3 separate regions of the Mus musculus genome follow, and regions 1 and 2 are each linked to region 3. The links are chromatin contacts, called in public HiChIP or PLAC-seq maps. All regions are on one chromosome and are shown on one strand. Each heading gives the region's core, a stretch centred on a gene start, on an enhancer-like site or on the middle of the called end of the contact. The rest is flanking DNA. Distances are from core to core; before and after follow the strand shown.

Region 1 (3,545 bases), core at 601-3,100, 220 kb before region 3:
AGATTTATTTTATTTGTTATATGTAAGTACACTGTAGCTGTCTTCAGACACCAGAAGAGGGCATCAGGTCTTGTTACAGATGGTTGTGAGCCACCATGTGGTTGCTGGGAATTGAACTCAGGACCTCCAGAAGAGCAGTCAGTGCTCTTAACCTCTGAGCCATCTCTCCAGCCCCTCTGGCTTTGATTTTTTGAGAGAGGATCTCACAGAGTTGCACAGGCAACTCTGAACTCCCTCTGTATCCCAGGGTGCCCTTGAACTCACATCCTTCCTGCCTCTGCCTCCTGAGTACCTATGGTTACAGACCTGTACCACCAGACCCAACTGGCATCCCGTATTTGTTTTTGTCATCCCATTTTGCAAAGGTTTGGGATCATCTCGATTGAAGTGCCAAACAGTAAGAAACAGCAAAAGGAAACTGTTTAAGATAGCTGATCAGGACAGACAGGTAGTTCAGGCCACAGACAGTGAAGGCATTCCACTTAGCTATCAAAGGCTTAGAACATCCTATTTTGGGTTCCATATCACATCTGAAAAAGTAGGAATTGAGGAATGAAAAAAAAATCCATCCAGAGCCCAGAGGGAGTGAAGGATGAAGGTGAAGGATGTTCTTGAGGGGTCCTGAGAATACTGGGTACATGCTGGGGACCAGCATGGCAAAGATCTCATCAAGCTAATATAACCAAAGTGGGTTTGATGGGTGTCAAAAGAGGTAAAATAAACACATATCCAGTTCCTAGGGGAATGTAGATTATCCCACTAAGCAAAGGGCATAGCATGTTTTGTCAGAGAGTAAGAGGCACAGCTGAGAGCAGAGGAACCACCGGGTTCCATGAGGGGTGTGGAGTGTCTGTAGAGTAAGGGAGGAGGGCTGTAATGTCTGTCCCGACCATGTCAAGGCGAGAGGAACTGGAAATAAACATTTCTAAGGAGGTACAAAGTGCACCCAGAGCGGTGAGTAGACCTGGTAAGAACTTCAGTTGATTGTATCTGAAAACAGAGAATCAACATAGAACTTTTTTTTTTTTTTACTTCCGGGTGGGCGTAGGGTGGTCTGTCTCCACAGAGGCACACAGAATGGGAATGTGGGATGTCTCCAGGCTTCTAGTTAAGGGCACAGGCTGTCTGTGGGTGCATGGCTGTCTGGTGGGGAATTCAGGCAGTTCTAGGGGATACGGGTTGGCGGGGGTGTATACAGGCTGTTGTTCTGAGGGGACCAGCTGGGTTTGGAAGCACAGGCTGTCTGAGGGGTACAGGCTGGTCTGGGGCATAGGCCACAGCTAGAAGGCAAACTTTAAGAAACAAGTTTCTTTAGGGCATATGCTAATTAGGGATATGTGCTACCCCTGAACATCTCTCACTCTCCCCGCCCCCTTTCTCTCCAGTTTCTGTGAGCACAGGTTGATTTGGGCACAAACATTCTTGGGGGATAAGAACAAGACAAAAGTTTCCCCCAGACAAAAGTTTCTTTCTCCCTGACTGTGGGACACAGATCTGGGCTCAGAACACAGCCTCTCACCTCCTGGCAGCTCAGCTGGGCCACAGGTCTCCCTGCCCGCGGGCACATCCGCCTGCCACAGTCGCTTGATGCACACCTTCCACAGCCCCAAATGGGCGGCCTCACAGACGGCGCTGCCATTGGTCTTGTATGTATTGAGTTCCACCCAGAACTCGGTGCCCACAGCCAGCACAGCCAGCGTAGCACCCACGATTGCCACCAGCAACCCCAGCTTGATCTTGCCCTCTCGCTCCGGAGTCAAGCCGAGATTCTGCTGTTCTTGGGCACGACGCCGGCCCACAGCTGTCCGGCGTCGGTCTTCCTCTTGCATGAAGAAGTTAGACCACATCATGATGATGGGATCCGCTGGAGCTCAGGCGAGCCTCAAGGAGTCAGAAAGACCTGTGCAGCGGGTCCTAAGGGGCAGGGGGCAGGGCCTAGACTTTCAAAGGAAGTAGTAGGCTCAGTGTCAACTAGATCGGGAATGAGAAAAAGCTGAGCCCCAAATGCAAGAGTGGAGGCCTTTGCCCCTGAGAAGAGAAACTAACTATATTTTTGGCCTAAGGATGCTACCAGGGCTTATGCACATGAACGTGGCACAGGTGAGGCCTAGAGAAAAAGCTAGGCTACTCTGAGGTTTACCTAGCCAATGAGAAAACTGAGGAGCCCAAGGGAAAACTTGCCCAGTTTCCAAAGGTTGCTGATGGGGTCTCCCGTAAGTCTCACAGTTTTCCCTTGAAAAGAGGGGAGCTGAGGTTTTTCGTGTGTTTGAGATATAGTTTAGATTTCTTCTGGCTCAGAATTTGAGAAAGGAGGAATCTCAGAACACTTTTGGGCTATACAAAAGTTAGAATTGGGATTTCACTGGTAAAGTTAGAAATCGCTCCAAGTCTGAGAGAGGCAAGTGGAAGCTCCAGTATTCACAGCAAATCTGGGACCCCACTGGAATTCGAGGGGGTATGGGCGAGCCAGGGACTACTCAAAAAAGAGCCCAGGTCTCCTACAGTGGCTGAGAATCACAATGAGGTCCAGAAAAAGAGGCTGGGGACTCTCTGTAGTCAGGACAGGGCTCAGACCAAGGCACTGTGGTCTACACTCTGGCTTAGAAAACCAAGGCAAAATACCCTGGGGGACACAGGAGTTGGAAAGGGACTCTCAGTCAGTCTGTCTGCAGTTACTCGGCTCCCCCTCCCCCGGGCTCCCAAGTCCTGCTCGGCCAGGATCGCTCCAAACTCAGCTCAGGGTCCCGCGCTCCCTTTGGACTTCCCACCCGGGTCTCCCGGGCACGGGTCCCTTGAGCTCTCCTGCCTCTGCGCCACGCCGGCCCCAGCTCCGCGATGCCTCCGAAGCGTCCAGCTTTGCTCGCCTCTACCCAGTCAGCTCTCCGGACCTGCTGCGCTCGCTCCCTGCCTCGCCCCATCCGCCCACCCCCTCACCCCACCGGCTATTTCAGGCTCGACCCGTAAATAACACTCGCACCTGTCGCAAGCGCCTGTTGCCATAGGGATCCGGGTATTTTAAGGGGACAAGGGGCGGGGGAGGGAGGCCTCTTGGAAGGAGGGGCTGGGGGCCGGGTCTTCAACAGAGCGAACGAAGGGAGATCTGTTTCCCCAAGGGTCCGGGACCAGGCTGCAAAGTCCAAAATCTGGATCTCAAAGAGCCAGTGAAGTCAGAGAACTTGTGTTTCTGTCCTGAGCAGTCCAGGCTGGAAGCTCCCTAGTTGGCTTGCAGGATTCTGAGGTCCAGAGGCTTGGAAGAAGTACTGGGGGTGGGGGCGGGGTGGACTCTTTGAGTCTGAAGGTTTGGAGGAGGTGGGCTTGGTCTGGATTCTTAAAGTCTGGGGGAGGAGAGGCAGGGTATGTAGTTTGAGGGTTTCAGGGAGAAGGGTTGAACTCATATGTATGTGGGAACAGAGCTTCAGTATAGGCTCCTGGTCTTGAGGGAGGAGGACTAAGGCCTGGACTGTGGGCCTGAGAGAGGCCTGGAACCTGACTCTTCAGTCTGGACAGGGGAGTGGGAATAGGGCTGGGATGGGGGGTGGGGGGCC
Region 2 (3,536 bases), core at 750-3,249, 160 kb before region 3:
AGTCCTAGCCATCCTGGGACTTACTATGTAGAGAAGGCTGGCCTGGAACTCATGGAAATCTCCATGTATCTGCCTCTCAAGCAAAGGAGTTAAAAGTGCTCACCACCACACCTGCCTTAGAATGCGCTGCCGAGCATGAAAGAACGGATCATATTTTTAATTCTTTTTCTTTTTTTAAAGGTTTACTTATCATTATACATAAATACACTGTAGCTGTCTTCAGATCCTCCAGAAGAGGGCGTCAGATCTCATTACGGATGGTTGTGAGCCACCATGTGGTTGCTGGGATTTGAACTCAGGACCTTCGGAGATCATCTTAATGTATTTATTATTGTATGTTAGCAGGTGGTGTGTGTGGAGGGGGATGTTGCACCTAACACAGCAAACATAAAGGACTTCATTCTTTCCATCCAATTTTATGTGGTTTCTGAGGATCAAACTCAGATTGCCTTAGAAAGAGAGTAGGATGGCTGGAGAGATGGCTTAATGGTTAAGAGCACTGGTTGCTCCTCAAGGGGACCTGGGTTCAATTCTCTGTACCACAATGGCAGCTTACAACTATCTATAACTCAAGTCCTAGGGATATGATGCCCTCTTCTGATTTCTGTGAACACCAAGCACACGTATGATGCACAGACAGACATGTGGTCAAAACGTCCTTTTTTTTTTTTTCTCCCAAAAAGAATACAGTTGAGGTAGGCAGTTATCCCAGCACTCGGAAGGTAGAGGTAGCTCTCTGTGAGTTTGAGGTCAGCCTGGTATATAAAGTTCCAGAACAGCCAGCTCTACACAGAGAAACCCTGCCTTGGAAAAAAACCCAAAATAAAAGAATACAGGAGGGGGAGGGAGAGGATGGGTGGGTGAGGAAGCACCCTCATACAGGCAAAGGGGAGGGGGGAATACGTGGGATGGGGGAACGGTTGCTGGAGAGGTAACCAGGAAGTGGGATATTATTTGATACAAAGGAATGGAATGATTAATAAATTTAAAAAAATTTTTTTTAAAAAAAGAATACAGCCGGACATGGGAATACGCCTTTAATCCCAGCACTCAGGAGGCAGAGGCAGGTGGATTTCTGAGTTCGAAGCCAGCCTGGTCTACAGAGTGAGTTCCAGGACACCCAGGGCTATACAGAAAAACCCTGTCTCAAAAAAAAAACAAAAAAACAAAAAAACAAAAACAAAAACAAACAAACAAAGAATACAGTAAAAAGGCTGAAGAGATGGCTCAGTGTTCAGTAGCACTTACTGCTCTTACACAGGACCCACATATAAAAGTTCATGGCTAGGGGCTGGAGAGATGGCTAAGAGCACGAACTACACTTCCAGAAGTCCTGAATTCAATTCCCAGCAACCACATGGTGGCTTATAACCATCGGTAATGGGATCCTATCCCCTCTTCTGGGATCCCCTCTTCAGGAGTGTCTGAAGACAGCAACAGTATATAAAGAAAAGAAATAAATCTTTTTTAAAAAAGTTCATGGCTAGCCTGATCCATTGTGAGTTCAAAGCCAACTTGAGCAACCTAGTAAAACTGTTGTCAAAATAACAAAGGGGAAAACAAAACAAAACAAAACAAAACAAAACAAAACAAGAGGGCTAAGGGTGTGGCTTAGTGGTAGGATGCTTCCTAGAATCCCCCAGTAAGGGGCAGGGAATGTGGAAGTGGAGGAGACTTGCCTAGCTTGTGTGAGGCCCTAAATTCAATCCTCAGTGTTGAATGGGGGGAAAGAACCAACCCAGCCCATGTGCATCTGCTTGTTTTTGCAAAACTAAGCCTGAGGAGGGAAGCTGACAAACAAGAGAGGCTGATTGCACCAGGGCGGAGGGAGAACAAGGAGCTGAGGAGAAGTACACACATTTGCAGGATTTTCATCCCTGGAATTATGTTAGTATTTTATACATTCAAGGAATAAACCCAAAGCCAGGTGTGATGGCGGAAAGCTTGCTGAATAGGGGGAGGGGGTGGAGAGCAGTCAAAGCCACACAGCAAACTCTGTCTCAACAGCAAAGCAAGCCAAAGCAAGCAAACACATAGCAACAATAAATAAATAAGAACAAGAGTGGTGAACAATCCCGGTAACTTTCATTCTCGTCCCTCCCTCCTTCTTTCCCTCTTTTGTTGTTGTTGTTGTTGTTGTTGTTGTTGTTGTTGTAGGATAGGCTGGCTCTCCCTTGCTATGCCCCACAGCCTGACTTCAAGCTGTTGATCCCCTGCCTCCAACTCCAGAGTGCAGATCCCATAAGCGTGCCACCACACCTGCTTCAACTTCTTTCTGAACTCGTTCCCCAAGGGAAGCGACTCTCTCCAGAGCCAAGGGCACAAGCCAAGGACAGTAAAGTGTCCTTTTGTCCAAAAATAAGAAATTACACCCAGGAGGTAGTGGTGTACTCCTTTAATCCCAGAAATTGGGAGTCAGAGGCAGGCATATCTCTGAGTTTGAGGCCAGCCTGGTCTACAGAGCTAGCTCCAGTTCTCTGTGTACCCCTGGCTGTCCTGGAAGTCACTCTGTAGACCAGGCTGGCCTCGAACTCAGAAATTTGCCTGCCTCTGCCTCCAGAGTGCTGGGATTAAAGGCATGTGCCACCACGCCTGGCTTATAACCCAAATTCTTTTTTTTTTTTTTTTTTTTTTAAATTTTTTTTTTTTGATTTTTCTTTTTTTTTTTTTTTTTTTTAAAGATTTATTTATTTATTATATGTAAGTACACTGTAGCTGTCTTCAGACACTCCAGAAGAGGGCATCAGATCTCATTACGGGTGGTTGTGAGCCACCATGTGGTTGCTGGGATTTGAACTTTGGACCTTCGGAAGAGCAGTCGGGTGCTCTTACCCACTGAGCCATCTCACCAGCCCATAACCCAAATTCTGTACAGATTATTTTGTTATTTGAAATATGGTCTGCGGGCTGGAGAGATGGCTCAGCGGTTAAGAGCACTGACTGCTCTTCCAGAGGTCCTGAGTTCAATTCCCAGCAACCACATGGTGGCTCACAACCATCCATAATGAGATCTGACACCCTCTCCTGGTGTGTCTGAAAACAGCTACAATGTACTTACATATAATGAATAAATATTTAAAAAAAAAAAAGAAATATGGTCTGCACCTAGCCCAGACTGGGTAGAACTTGCTATGTAGCTAAATATGACCTTACCTTCACTAATTCTCCTGCCTCCACTTCCTGGGGTGACAAGCGTGCACTGCCATGCCTGTCTTATGCATTTCTGGGGAAGGAAACCATGCTCTTCAATGCCAGACAAGCACTCTACAAACTGAGCCACATTGCAGCAACAGATCTGTACATTTTTAATTGGGTAAATAAAATGTCTCATTGAGTCAAAGTGCCACACAAGCCTGATGGCTTAAGTCCAATCCTCAGACCCATGATGCAGAGAGACACGACTTCTCAAAGGTGTTGTCTGACCTCCAAACTCAGTGACAAAAGCAAGCTTGCATTCATACAAACACATATATAATAATAATAATACTAGACAATGAATAAAGAAAATTAAAGGAATAGGAGGAAAAGTTGGTTTC
Region 3 (3,761 bases), core at 494-2,993:
ATACAGAGAAACCCTGCCCCCACCCAAAGATTTATTTATTTTATGTATTTGAGCACACTGTAGCTATACAGATGGTTGTGAGCCATCACTTTGTTGCTGGGAATTGAACTCAGTACTTCTGCTCGCTTGGGGACCCCGCTCCTTCTAGCCCAAAGATTCATTTATTATTTTATTATTATTATTATATATTTTTTAAAGATTTATTTATTATTATATGTAAGTACACTGTAGCTGTCTTCAGACACTCCAGAAGAGGGAGTCAGATCTCGTTACAGATGGTTGTGAGCCACCATGTGGTTGCTGGGATTTGAACTCTGGACCTTCGGAAGAGCAGTCAGGTGCTCTTACCCACTGAGCCATCTCACCAGCCCTTATTATTTTATTATTATATGTGAGTACACTGTAGCTATCTTTAGACAGACCAGAAGAGGGTGTCAGATCTTATTACAGGGATGGTTGTGAGCCACCATGTGGTTGCTGGGAATTGAACTCAGTACTTCTGCTGGCTCGATTTGAACTCAGGACCCCCAGGAGAGTAGTCTTACCTGCTGAGCCATCTCACTAGCCCCAGTTTTGGTTTTTCAAAATAGGGTTTCTCTGTGTAGGCCTGGCTGTTCTGGAATTTGCTCCATAGACCATGGCCTCAAACACAGAGAACCACTTGCATGTGTGTGTGTGTTTATTTTCGGTAGGGTTTCACTGTGTAGACCAGGGAGGCCTTGAATTCAAAGAGATCTATCTCCTGACCTTAAATACACATGGCACCACCTCTGGAAGTTTTTGTTTTGCTTGCATGGTACTGAATCTCATATAATTCTGCCTGGCTTGAAACTAGTTGTCTAGTCAAGTATGACCTCAAATTCCTGATCCTCTTGTTTTTCTACCTGAATGCTCGGATAACAGGCATTTGCCACTATGCCTGCTATATACAGTTTCTTTCAGACAAGGTCTTACTGTCTAGCACAGAGTGCCTTGGGATTTACAGTAATTCTCCTGCCTCAGCCTGTTAAGTGCTAGAATAAGAGACAGGAGTCACCAACCAGTTATTGGTTTTTTTTTTTTTTTTTTGGTTTTTTGTTTTTTTTGAGACAGGGTTTCTCTGTGTAGCCCTGGCTGTCCTGGAACTCACTCAGGCTGGCCTCAAACTCATAAATCCGCCTGCCTCTGCCTCTGCCTTCCAAGTGGTGCTGGGATTAAAGGCCTGTGCCACCACCACCTGGCTTATTGTGGTTTTGAGAGAGAGCCTCTCCGAGTAGAGGCTGTCCTGAAATTGCTATATAGAGCAGGAGAGGCCTTGAACTCACAGACATCCTCCTGCCTTCGACTCTCAAATACTGGCTTAAAGATGCCTATCACCACACCTGGCCCCAGTTATGTTTTAGATACAGAGTCTATTTTTTTATGTGGTCCAAACTGGCTTCAAACTTTCTCCTACTTTTTTCTCTCTCAGGACTCTGTTTTCCAAGGGCTGGTATTATACCAGGAGTCACCTTGCAGACCAGACTCAAACTACAGCACAGTTGCTTCGTTTTGTTCTCTCAGGCTGGCAGCCAGCCCTGCCCCCACCAGCCCTGAAGTCAGGAGTCCTCCTAACTTTACTCTTTGCGTAAGGATCTAGAGATCTGGACTCACACAAAGACTTTAGACAGATAGAATTCCCACTGAGTCTCCTGCTTCCTGCCAGATCTCAGCTCTGCAGATTTCAGAGCTGATACGGGAAGGAGTGCCGGGCTGTGGGCCCCAGGCAGCTTTCTCTGCCTTCAGATTGCCCAGGTTCCAGGAAATAATGCGGGGAGGTGTGATGTGCTCGGCTCCTTTGGCCCGGTTCAGTCCAGTCTAAACTGACTCGATAAAGAGGCCTTCTACTCCACCCAGCCAGAATTTCACACCTGCCTCTGCCCCAGGAGATCCCCTCATTGTTTTCAGTAAGGAATGCTTTGCATGTGTGTGTGACCTGGTCTCACTATGTAGGCCTGGCCTGCCTGGAACTCACAGAAACACCCTGCCCTTAAGTCTCGAGTGGCAGGAATAAGCCATTCACCACCACATTTTGAAAAAGCACGTTGTGCTTGATTTAAACCCTGAGCTGCGCTCCCGATCCTCTATCACTGCGTTCCTTGGGTGGGATCTTTTCTCTCTTGCTTTAACTTTGACTTAAAAACCCGAATTACAGGCAGGCTGACAAGGCCACCTGGAATGTCAGTGCGTTTGAGGGCTCCCAAATGTTACGTTTTTTACTTGTTAAAGTAAGTAGTGCTTTAATAACAGAGCTTTCTCCCCAAGACACAGTATCACGATGTAGTCCTGGCTGACAGCTACCCCCAGACATGTGCTTGCCATCTAAGTGCTGAGATTGAAAAAAAAAAAAACCAAAATAGCTCTTCTCTCTGTCTCTCTCTCCCTCCTCTCCCCATTCTCCTCCCCCTCTCTCCACGTGCCCCCCCCACTCTCTCTGCCTTTCTGTCTCTACTACCTTCAACTCCCCTGCCCATGCCCTAAATAAACTCTATTCTATACTAAAAAATGTGTTACTAGGCACAAGCAAGTCCAAGTCTCCCTGTCTCTGTCTTCCTCCTCCTCCTCTTCCTCTTCTTCCTCCTCTTCCTCCTTTTTAAAATGTCAGGGATTCTCTGTGTAGCCCTGGCTGTCCTGGAATTTTCGGTGAGCTCCCTGCTTCTGCCTCCTGAGTGCTGGGATTAAAGGTGTGCACCACCATGCCCGGCACACCTTCATTTTTAAAATTCAGGATTTTACCATGCTTAGGCTGCCCTCAATCAACTCTATAGCCAGGTAGGCTTTGACATGGCTAACTTTCTTCCACACCCTAGGGACAATTGTGTGCAGCTCAGCTTGGCTTCTTTAGCACAGATCTGTACTCCCAGGCCCCAGGCATCCCACATCCCTCCTTTCCAGGGAGAGGGAAAGCCATTTTCCCTTGGCTGCTGCTTTGTTGCTGGGACCACTGTCTAGTACCTGGTGATGAAGTTGGTTTTCACAGTATGGTAGAAGAGAGACTGATCACACACCCATGAAAACCCATATATACATTTATATTGCTAAGGACAGAACAAACAGCCTCACTGTATATGTCCATGGGATCCAAAGAATCAGGCATACACATGGCACACATCCAGATAGTAAAAGTGTAAACACGTACAGATTTTATGATTTAAAACTTCATAAAGCTCACAATAACCTCACTACCTTTTTCTTTAAAGATTTATTTATTTATTTAATGCTTATGAATACACTGTTGCTGTCCTCAGACACACACCAGAAGAGGGCATGGGATCCCATTACAGATGGTTGGGAGCCACCATGTGGTTGCTGAGAATTGAACTCAGGACCTCTGGAAGATCAGTCAGTGCTCTTAACCACTGAGCCATCTCTCTAGCCCCCAACCTTACAACCTTTTGTTCACGGAGGGATTTACTGGTCTTCATTTCTGACCAGCAACATAGGACCCTCTTATAGGTGCAGAGTGCTGAGAAATGTTGATAAAAAAGACTTCCCTTCACTTTCCTCAGACACTGTAAGGTTAAATTGACCAAGGCCTTTTGGCAGATGGTGCAATTTCTCAGTGCCCTCTTTCCCTTGACCTGTGTCTCTGCTAACCCATATACCAAAATAATAACATGGTGAGAATCGCAGGCAGGAGTTCAAGGCCAGACATGCCTTCCTGCCAAACCTGAGGGTAGTCTGAGGCCTTGAGTCAAAGCACCCCAACACATAAACAGCATCTTCAAAAAATAACTGTGTGC

What was found. HiChIP or PLAC-seq counts read pairs in DNA pulled down with a chosen protein or histone mark.
Region 1: a contact with region 3 is called in an H3K27ac HiChIP or PLAC-seq map of embryonic stem cells, with 9 read pairs. The contact joins the promoter of Cacng6 here to the enhancer-like site in region 3. A contact is called at or near these places in 7 of 39 promoter capture datasets (the 3T3-L1 cell line, the C10 cell line, cranial neural crest and 2 more), 6 of 115 datasets of contacts at active chromatin or transcription factors (bone marrow-derived macrophages, embryonic stem cells and epiblast stem cells) and 2 of 9 other capture datasets (adipose tissue and liver).
Region 2: an H3K27ac HiChIP or PLAC-seq map of embryonic stem cells shows a contact between it and region 3, with 20 read pairs. The contact joins two enhancer-like sites. A contact is called at or near these places in 4 of 39 promoter capture datasets (the C10 cell line, HPC-7-derived erythroid cells, pre-B cells and 1 more), 6 of 484 Hi-C or Micro-C datasets (the HL-1 cell line, the N1E-115 cell line, beige adipocytes and 3 more) and 7 of 115 datasets of contacts at active chromatin or transcription factors (embryonic stem cells, epiblast stem cells and stem cell-derived neural progenitor cells).

What each region holds. Positions count from the first base shown.
Region 1 is chr7:3,422,967-3,426,511 of GRCm38.p6, reverse strand. Cacng6 (calcium channel, voltage-dependent, gamma subunit 6) reads right to left here and starts at 1,850. Exons shown (of 4, transcript NM_133183.2): 1 at 1,520-1,850. The coding sequence starts at 1,850. It overlaps 3300002P13Rik (RIKEN cDNA 3300002P13 gene), which reads left to right and starts at 3,067. Exons shown (of 2, transcript NR_126426.1): 1 at 3,067-3,238.
Region 2 is chr7:3,358,989-3,362,524 of GRCm38.p6, reverse strand. All of the region lies in intron 4 of Cacng7 (calcium channel, voltage-dependent, gamma subunit 7), which reads right to left. Among named protein-coding and RNA genes, the nearest start is that of Cacng7, 28 kb to the right of the region's middle. Within about 2 kb of position 1,999, at least 4 of the 459 cell types and tissues checked have an H3K27ac peak or open chromatin away from gene starts, as enhancers often do. A contact at or near this core is called in embryonic stem cells, where this site is marked.
Region 3 is chr7:3,199,498-3,203,258 of GRCm38.p6, reverse strand. No RefSeq gene overlaps it. Among named protein-coding and RNA genes, the nearest start is that of Mir290a, 17 kb to the left of the region's middle. RefSeq lists a cis regulatory region at 1-3,648. Within about 2 kb of position 1,743, at least 46 of the 459 cell types and tissues checked have an H3K27ac peak or open chromatin away from gene starts, as enhancers often do. A contact at or near this core is called in embryonic stem cells and epiblast stem cells, where this site is marked.